Linked DNA regions of Mus musculus: region 1 is linked to region 2. A link is a contact called in public Hi-C data. All regions are on one chromosome and are shown on one strand. Each heading gives the region's core, a stretch centred on a gene start, on an enhancer-like site or on the middle of the called end of the contact. The rest is flanking DNA. Distances are from core to core; before and after follow the strand shown.

Region 1 (4,647 bases), core at 346-2,845, 83 kb before region 2:
TTCATATATTATTGTGGGAAAATATAAAATAGTGAAAAAATAACAATGTACAAGATATTAAAACCTGTAAATAAACCCGAGATTGGTGTTAGGTGGAGATATATTCAAATCTGGCAGAAAAAGAAAAACTGTGGGATGAATCTTCCTTCCTAGAAGGATACGCTTATGTCATCTAGCCATTTACTCTCCGAGGAAGATGGAGCGCTTGCAGACTCTTGCAGCACATAGGCTAATTGTTTCAGGTGCTACTGGGGATGCCTGCTCAGCCCAACAGGGACCTGACCTCTCCATTCCCTTTTCCTGACAGCCTGAGCAAATGAGTGGTCCAGGTCACTGACTCAGACCTGAAGCTACCATTAATATTGCTGATGGAACCCTGCTTTGATCTATGCCTCACTGGCTCTGGGTAGGGTTTCTAAGCAAATAGTCCAAAGAGAAGCATCATTCTTTCCCCTGACCTTTTAATTCCCAAACTGCCATCTTATGGTGGTGATCACAATCAAGTTGCTGGACAGATGTGAATCCTTTTATTGCTGTAAACATGAAAATCGGTCAAGTATGAGTTCAGTGCATGCGTGCGCGTGCTCGCGCACGCACACACATGCACGCACCCCATATTCTAGAACATCAGAATGAAAAAAAACTGTAAAGTCTCCCTTTTCATTCAAAGATGAGAGAGGGGGGAGTGCATTCTCATATTAGGGAATATGGGTGATTTTCAAAAGTGGGAGAGCCTTACAATGCAGGGCAGAGGGGACTCTGGAGAAAGACGATCACCTAAGGCAAGGTCTGTCGGGAGTTGGTGGTGGGTTGAACGCTTCACATCATCTCTCTGAAAGGTTTCTTGCTTACTGCTGCAGATCACTGTGACTGCTACGAAGATAGGGCTGCATCAGATAAGCTGAGGCATAAAAGGGAGGGAACCTGTCATGAGCAGGAGCAGATGCAATTAGTGCACAGGAAACTCAAGAGTGAGCTGTTATACCAGTCACTGAAATGCAGGCAACTATAGTTTTGTCATGACTCATATTCAATAGTAGCTATTGGATGAGATTTTTAGTATATAATTTGTTCGGGGGGGGGGGGAGCCTGTTTTCTGGACCACTGGGGATGTTTTTATTTGAATTGTAAGTATAGATTAACAGAAGGAAAGGGGAGGCACTTGGTTATCTTCACCGAACCTCTTTGGAAGCGAAGACGGTGTGTTTCTCGACTTGACAGATGACAGTTCCCCGGCTGTTTTCTTTCTGTAGATTGCACCATCCGAGCTAATCTGAGCTAATGCGAACTGCACACTGATTCCCATGAGGGAAGAAGCTATAGACTCTCCGGGTGCTTTACTGTTTATAGAACACATTTCCACAACAGATAGGACGCTTACCCTACCTTTCAGATCCATTAACAGAATGTTTGCTCAAAAGTGGTAGTGCAAATGCTTAGTCATCACACGGCTGTGTTTGTTTGGTGTTTTGTTTTTTCTTATTTCCCTTGACTTTTTTTTCTTTGTGGTTGAACTTCCCTTGGGTAAGTAGTGTGGTGTTAAATCCACATAATTTAATTTCCCTCTGATTACCTCTTAAAGTTAGCACTCACTTCCTTTTCCTTGTGACAGTCACTTCTTCCCAGTCAGAAACCACTCCCCTGTGCTGTGTTCTGGTTGATGTTATAATATCTGCAATGGCGCACAGTGTATATAAGTCATTGAGTCCCGGCTGTATGAGTCATTGTGCCTTAGATGCTATGTCACAGTGATGAGCTTCAACCAGGCTGAGCTTCTGAACAACCCAATTTACCCCTTTTATTATAGTGTGCTCCATGGTTGCATATCTAGATGGCTAGGGGGAGGTTCCAATTTAGAGTTGCTCGCTGGAAATACCAACGACTCATTTTCTTCCCCTGAGTTAAGACAATGTAGATGAACCTCCCGAACCACCTGATAACCAGAGTGATCTTGGCTGTGCCTCCCAGCCAGCTTAAAACAAACAAACAAACAAAAGTAGTGATTCCCACTCAAGTTTCACAGGCTGTTTTGAAGAAACTTTTGTTCCCATACATCAACAGGAAAGAAATATTTTTAACCCCCTGGAAAGGACTTCTTTTCCTTGAGTGTTGAAGGGAAGTTGTAGATGAGTTAAGCATGCATGTATGCTGTGAAATGTGATGGATTGCCAAGGAATGTGACCCAGAGGAACCTGTAGCAAGTGTAACAACTACATATTTTTAAATGTTTACATATTAGCTACATAAAATAGGCTTCTTTGTAACTTTTCTTGTTCTGTTTTATTTTGATAAAAGTCTACATGTTTTTGAAATTTAATTTAATTTAATTTAATTTAATTTTTTTACTTATTCACTTTACAACCCATTCACTGCCCCCTCCTGGTCACCCCCTCCCACTATCCTTCCCCCATCCCTCCCCTCCTTCTCTTCTGAGTAGGTAGAGGCACCCTGGGTATTCCCCCCACTGCAAGGCTAGGTGCTTCCTCTTTTACTTTGGCCAGACAAGATAGTCCAGCTAGTAGAACATATCCCATGTACAGGTAACAGCTTTTGGGATAGCCCTGACTCCAGTTGTTCAGGACCCACATGAAGGTCAAGCTACACATCAGCCACATATGAGAGGTGAGGCCTAGGTCCAGCACCTGTATGTTCTTTGGTTGGTGGTTCAAACTCTGAGAATCCCACTAGTCCAGGTTAGTTGACTCTGTTGGTCTTCCTGTGGAGTTCCTATCCCCTTTAGGGCTTGCAATCCTTCCTCCTATTCTTCCATAAGAGTCCCCAAGCTCCAACCACTGTTGCTGCGGGTGTCTGTATCTGTCTGAGTCATTTGCTGGGTAGAGCCACTCAGAGGACAACATGCTCCTGTCTGCAAGCATAACAGAGTGTCATTAATAGTGTTAGGGATTGGTGCTTCCCCATGGGATGGGTCTCAAGTTGGTTGATCATTCCTTCAGTCTCTGCTCCCTCCCCTGTGCCTGTATTACTTGTAAACAGGATAAATTTTGGGTTGAAAGTTTTGTGGGTGGGTTGGTGTCTCTATCACTCCACTGGGGTTCCTGTCTGGCTACAGAAGGTGGCCTCTTCAGGTTCCATATCCCCACTGTAGGTTGTCATAGCTAAGGTCACCTCCATTGATTCTTCAGTACCTCCCTTATCCCAGGTCTCTGTCTCATCCTGAAGATGGCCCCATCTCCTTATCCCCATCTGTTGCAGATTTCCATTCATTTTCATGGCCATCTGGCCATCTTTCCTGTACTTTCCCACACCTGATCCTGACCCTCCCATTCCCCTCCTTATCCCCTCTTCCATCCAGTTTCCTCCCTCCATCTACCTCTTATGACTATTTTATTCCCCCTCCTAACTGAGATTCAAGCATCCTCACTTGGGCCTTCCTGCTTGTTTAGCTTTTTTGGGTCTGTGAAGTGTAACATGGTATCTGTATTTTATTGGTAATATCCACTTACCAGTGAGCACATACCATGCATGTCTGTTGGGACTGGGTTACCTCACTCCGGATAATATTCTCAACTTCCCATATGCAAGTAACATAATTTGATCATATTTGTTTTTAATATCATGTTTTGATTATTGTACCAAGTCCAAAAGCACCTTTCCAATGAGTACTCTTAAATCAAATTTTAATTATATTAAATTTGAATTTACATTACATTTATTGTTTATGTGTCTAGCAGGACAAAGTTTGAATATTTGTGTTGGTGCTTGTATCACTGAACAGAAAAATATCTTGTATTTCAGAAGTATCAAGCCTGGATCATTCTATCACTTTTACCTTACAAATTCTTCTAATTATTTTCTGAATTTTTCTCATCAGAAATGCTTATCACTTGGTGCCACATCCAGTCTCTTCACCCAGTCAGATCTCCTACATCTTTCTCCAGGGTCTAGCCTGGCAACTTTCCCTGAGAATCCCCATCTATGCACCCTTTCCAAACCACCAGCAGATGTATAGTACCCCAGAATGATCTGTCCACCCTGCTTGTAAAGCAACAGGTCTCTCAATTTCTGTCGGGACCCTTTCTACCTATCCCCCCAAGTCATAGGCCTCCAGACCATATTGAACCTTTTCAGCCAGCTAGATCTGCCCTCATCAGTAGGCATACTCTTTTTGTAAAAATTACCCTTGTATTATTCAGATGCTGATTTCTATGTATCCATATCTGGTTGCAATCCTTATTCTGAGAATCTCCTGTCTCAATGTTGTATAAATATTGGTCCCCAACTATTCCCGGATTGGTCAATAAAAAATTGATCAACCAATGACTGAGCAGAGGAGAGAATATGGCTGGACATCCTCCTAGCCAGGAGAGTGGAAGGAATAGACAGAGTGTAGGGATTCTCCAGGAGGAGAGGGTCCAGGAGACACCATGAAAGAAAATACCTGGAGCCGAGAAAGTCAGATCAGTACTAAAATGTAAGAACTTCAGGGATTTTGGTTAGAAGGTGGCCAGATTAGCTTAGAAGATTAAAATAGAAAAATATTGCTCAGTTATTGGACCTTAAAGCTATTAAATGAATCTAATAGTCTTGTCTCAATTATTTGGAAGATCATCTGGTTAAGAGAAAAACTGCAACACTTACAAATTTGCACTAACACTAACTCTCCAGAAGGCACCTATGTACGAACCC
Region 2 (4,216 bases), core at 442-2,941:
TGGTTGTTAATACTTAGACATTTCTCTCAAGCTCTCTTCAGAATTCTATTTATCTTAAAGTATATTATTACTACTCTTTTTGTTACAATTTACTGCAGATACTACCTTAAAATATAGTGTGTGTATCATTTTATGTGCTTTTTTTTATCTTTTCCAAGGAGATACTGTCATAAAGAATTATAAATTATTTTAAAATTATCAATGAAATAGGCTACCTTTAAGAAGTTTAGGAGGGAAATAACTCATTAAAAAGTATTTGTGACCCAACCTGTGCTGCGACAGGAATTGACAGTCACTGACTTTGGGGAGCTTCTATCACAGAAGCATTCTTTTTTCATAAGAAGTGAAAGCATGTATTTTGGGCTCTAGGGAAGATGGGGCTGAGATAATGTGAGTGATGGACTCAAGATTACATTCAGATAAGGAAGACTTTGGACACTGTCCTCTTAGATGGAGGTGGGCATCAGAATGCAGGCTGGGGAGAACAGCCACGTAGAGCAGGTTCACAGAGCACACAGAAGGCCGGGGTGGCCAGCGCAGAGCACTCTAGGCAGGGAGTGGAGGAAATGAGGTCAGAGATTGTGATAAGGAACCTGGTTGGACAGAGCTCTGCAGACCTGTTAAGGAAGATGGATTTAATTCTGAATTAAACAGAAGCCATCTAGAGGTTTTTAAGCAGGAGAATAATGTCTGGTTTATATTTTCAGATGACTCTGTCTTCTGTCATCCTAACACAGTTACTGATGATATCTTTTACTTGTTAGTTTTTTATTTTTCCCCTTCCTTCCCTCCCTCCCATATACTCCTCCCCACTCTCCTTCAAATTGATGGCCTCAGTTTCACTAATTATAGCATATATATATATATATATATATATATATATATATATATATATATATATATACATACACACACACACACATACACACACATATGTGTGTGTGTGTGATGTGTGTGTGTGTGTGTGTGTGTGTGTCTATAGCCGTTGCCTATAGGTCTGTAGTTCTATAGTTCTCAGTCTGCAGGGTTGAGGCCTCATAGGCTTCACCCTTGTCCACTTTGGCCTGCCCATTGGTGTCATCCTTGTCCAACTAACATTTGAGCAGTCAGATTCTTTTAAATTAACTTTTTATTGCTTTTATTTTCATTTAGTTTTTTGTGAATTTCCCATCATGCACCCCAATCCCACTCATCTCCCTGACCCTTTGTATCTGCCCTCTGCCCTTGCAACCTCCCCCCGCCAAATAAATTTTTAAAAAAAAAGCAAAGCAAATCATTAAAAAGTAAATCTTGCTGTGAAAGTTGCAGTGTGTCACAGTGTGTCCCCACAGTATAGCCCTTTGTCCAAACATCTTTACTTGCAAATGTTCGCTGCAATGAGTCATTGGCCTGTTTTGAGATCTCTGGCTTCTGCCACATCATCAACACTGGATCCTCAGTGGGACTCCTCTCAGATAGCCTGTGCTTGCCCTGTGTCGTGGAGGTCCTGCAGCTTTGGATCTGCAGGCCTGGCCCTTTCACTGGCTCCAGCAGTTCATAGAGATGGGGTAGATATTGGGTGAGCCAACTCAGAGCCCTGGATGGAGGCTTGAGTAGTAGCTGAGTTGTCAGCCCATTGTTCCTGCTCTAGCACTGTCCTGATTAGTTCACCCCTTGCTGCAACCAGCAAGGAACAGGGCCAGCTCTCCTGCTCTCATTCCCTTGGGGCTGGGTCACCTCTACCCAGGCCACCAGAGTCAGCTCTGCGGTGCTGCCCAGTCAAGGTGTGGGGCCTGCTGTCTTGAGTGCTGCAGCTGACAAGGGTCTGGACCAGATCTCCCTCTCTTCTAACCCCTCGGCTGGCTCTCCTGCCCGAGGCAGGTGGTGGGTGAGAGAGGAGTCATATTGTTTCTAATCAAGTATTTCCCTCAACTATGCTGCAGTTTCTAGTTCTGTGAGAACTCAAATTCAGAAGTCTTGAGCGTTTTCTCATTTTCTTCCATTTTGATCACGTAATGGTGTTTTATGGCATATAACCCTCTTATAACACTATTTCTGAAGACAATGCATGGTAACTATTTTTTGGATTGGAGACTACTCTGGTCCAGTGCGACTACTTCATTGCAGCCTTACGACAGCTAAGACTTTATGCACATTCTTTTCTAGAGGGTGTGTCCAGGTTCTGAGTGACATGTCTCTCACTTATTTTCAGCTCTTGTTGTTGTTCCCAAAATATTTTCAACTCTTCTCCTCTCCCTCCATGTTTCATCTGAGTGACTTTTTAATAATAATGATGTAAAATACTGGCTAGCCCTTCTTATTGTCTTTGAGTTTTTGAGGTTTATTGTAGCTAAACTAAAAGTGAATCTATTTAAATTATAACTTAGTTATAGTTAGGATGTTGTTTCTTTCTCCTTCTGAGGCCATTTATTATTGTTGTTGTTGTTGTTGTTGTTATTGTTTTTACAATGCTTCTGCCTGAAAAGCAGGTTACAAGATCAATTAGTGTTTTACTTGCAGGAGAAGAGAAGTTAAGTGCGAGAGCCAGCCGAGGCGCTTAGGCTCAAGGCTCAGAATTCTGCTCATGCTTGTGGGGTGTTTACTGTAGCACAGGGCCTGCCTGGCACATAATAAGGGCTCAATAAATATTAGTGCTAGCAGGAATCATTGCATTATTGAAAATCCGTTCTGTTAACTCATTTTATCCTCAGACTGCCAACATTATTAAATATTTGATTTATAATGGATGTTACTGTGGGACAAAGAAGATAGTTCAGTCTGTAAATTGCCTGCCATGACAGTGAATATGAGTATTGTTAGTTGATATAGTGCTTAGCTTTAGCTCCCAGAGAATCCAACTGGCTACACTTACAATCCTGGTAATATAGTCTGTTACCTCTGCTTTCCTGTAGAAGCCTTGAGAGTTATAGTTTTCCACCAAAGGGGAAAATCGAGGAGAGAGAAACAGGTAAAATACTTCTTGATGTAGCTCTTAAAGAGCTAGCAAAGCAGAGAAGGGGTTGCAGGACATTCAGCGCAGCAGCCTGGCAATAGAGCAGACTCTGTAGACATAGATTTGTGTAAAGTAGGATGGTCCTACTACAGCTGAGTGGCCGCTCTGAGCATGAGTCCTGCCATTGCTTGTCAGGGAGACAGCCACAGTAAGCAGGTCTGTTAGCACACCAAACTAAAGCTTTAAAGGGCTAACAAACAGCTGCCAGAATTGCTGCATCACAGGTCAGAAGTTGGCACTGCAGGGCAAATTAAGAGATAACTGAGTCAGAGAAATGAGGCCAGAGTAAGAATGAGTGAAATAACATCAGAGAAGAAACTCAGCAGAACTTAGAGGCTTGTTCATTGGGCACGAAGAGCGAGAGAGAATAGTGAGGAGCCGTGGCGTACCAAGTGTTGGACATGTGTTGGTCTTTGCTGAAAGTATTTACACCTGCCAACCCATTCATTTGGTGGCTTTAGTAATTTGGTGGGCAGGGGTTATTGGTACTCCTGTCATGGGGCATGGGAGGGGGGAAGCAAAAACAGACTCAGAATATGCATTATAGTTTGTGCGTTTGTGGAAATGCTTTGGTTGAGATGAATAAGGGGACGAGAGAAGAAGCAGCCAGTGAGCTGCTTACTAGAACATTCCAGGCTGGTTTCTATAGTACACTTCTGCTAGCCTCCACCCTACCTTGTAATTTCCAGTTTCTACTTGGGAAAGACAAGAACATTGTAGAAAGTAGCCACTGCTGGTAATGGAAGACCTCCACAGAGCCTGTCGTAACTAATGCCTCAGCTTACATTTCTGATATTTTTACTGCATTTGTTGAAGAACTCATGAGTTTTCTTTGTAGGGGTAGCTGGTTGGATTTGATCTTGTTTTATTTTGCAACTGGGCACACAGAATTCCTTTGTCAATCACGAGTCTCTCCTTTCCACAGTACTTCGAGTATTCTGCTCAGCGTGAAATCCGGCACAACATCCAGAAGGAGCTGTGTCTTCATGCTACTCAGGGTGTCGTCCAGCTGAAGGCATGTGTCTATAAAGGTCACAGGACCATCGCCCCTGGAGAACAGATATGGGAGATTCGGAAGGTGATTGGCTCATTCATTGGTTCATTCGTCCATTCTCAAGCTAACTTTGAAGAGCTCTAATTGCTTTACTATGCTATATATCAGCACTTCTTCACCTTTAACAACTCCACTATTACACATGTCTTCCCATGTAATAAGAGAATATA

The links. A called contact is a pair of places that touch in the nucleus more often than the background predicts.
Region 1: a Hi-C map of the N1E-115 cell line shows a contact between it and region 2, with 4 times the contacts expected there. The contact joins two enhancer-like sites. A contact is called at or near these places in 5 of 39 promoter capture datasets (the 3T3-L1 cell line, 3T3-L1-derived adipocytes, cranial neural crest and 2 more), 7 of 484 Hi-C or Micro-C datasets (CD8 T cells, the N1E-115 cell line, cortical neurons and 3 more) and 1 of 9 other capture datasets (pancreatic islet).

What each region holds. Positions count from the first base shown.
Region 1 is chr2:66,167,544-66,172,190 of GRCm38.p6, reverse strand. No RefSeq gene overlaps it. Among named protein-coding and RNA genes, the nearest start is that of Galnt3, 45 kb to the right of the region's middle. Within about 2 kb of position 1,595, at least 13 of the 459 cell types and tissues checked have an H3K27ac peak or open chromatin away from gene starts, as enhancers often do. A contact at or near this core is called in the N1E-115 cell line, where this site is marked.
Region 2 is chr2:66,085,091-66,089,306 of GRCm38.p6, reverse strand. It overlaps Galnt3 (polypeptide N-acetylgalactosaminyltransferase 3), which reads left to right. Exons shown (of 11, transcript NM_015736.2): 10 at 3,918-4,070. Among named protein-coding and RNA genes, the nearest start is that of Galnt3, 38 kb to the left of the region's middle. Within about 2 kb of position 1,691, at least 2 of the 459 cell types and tissues checked have an H3K27ac peak or open chromatin away from gene starts, as enhancers often do. A contact at or near this core is called in the N1E-115 cell line, where this site is marked.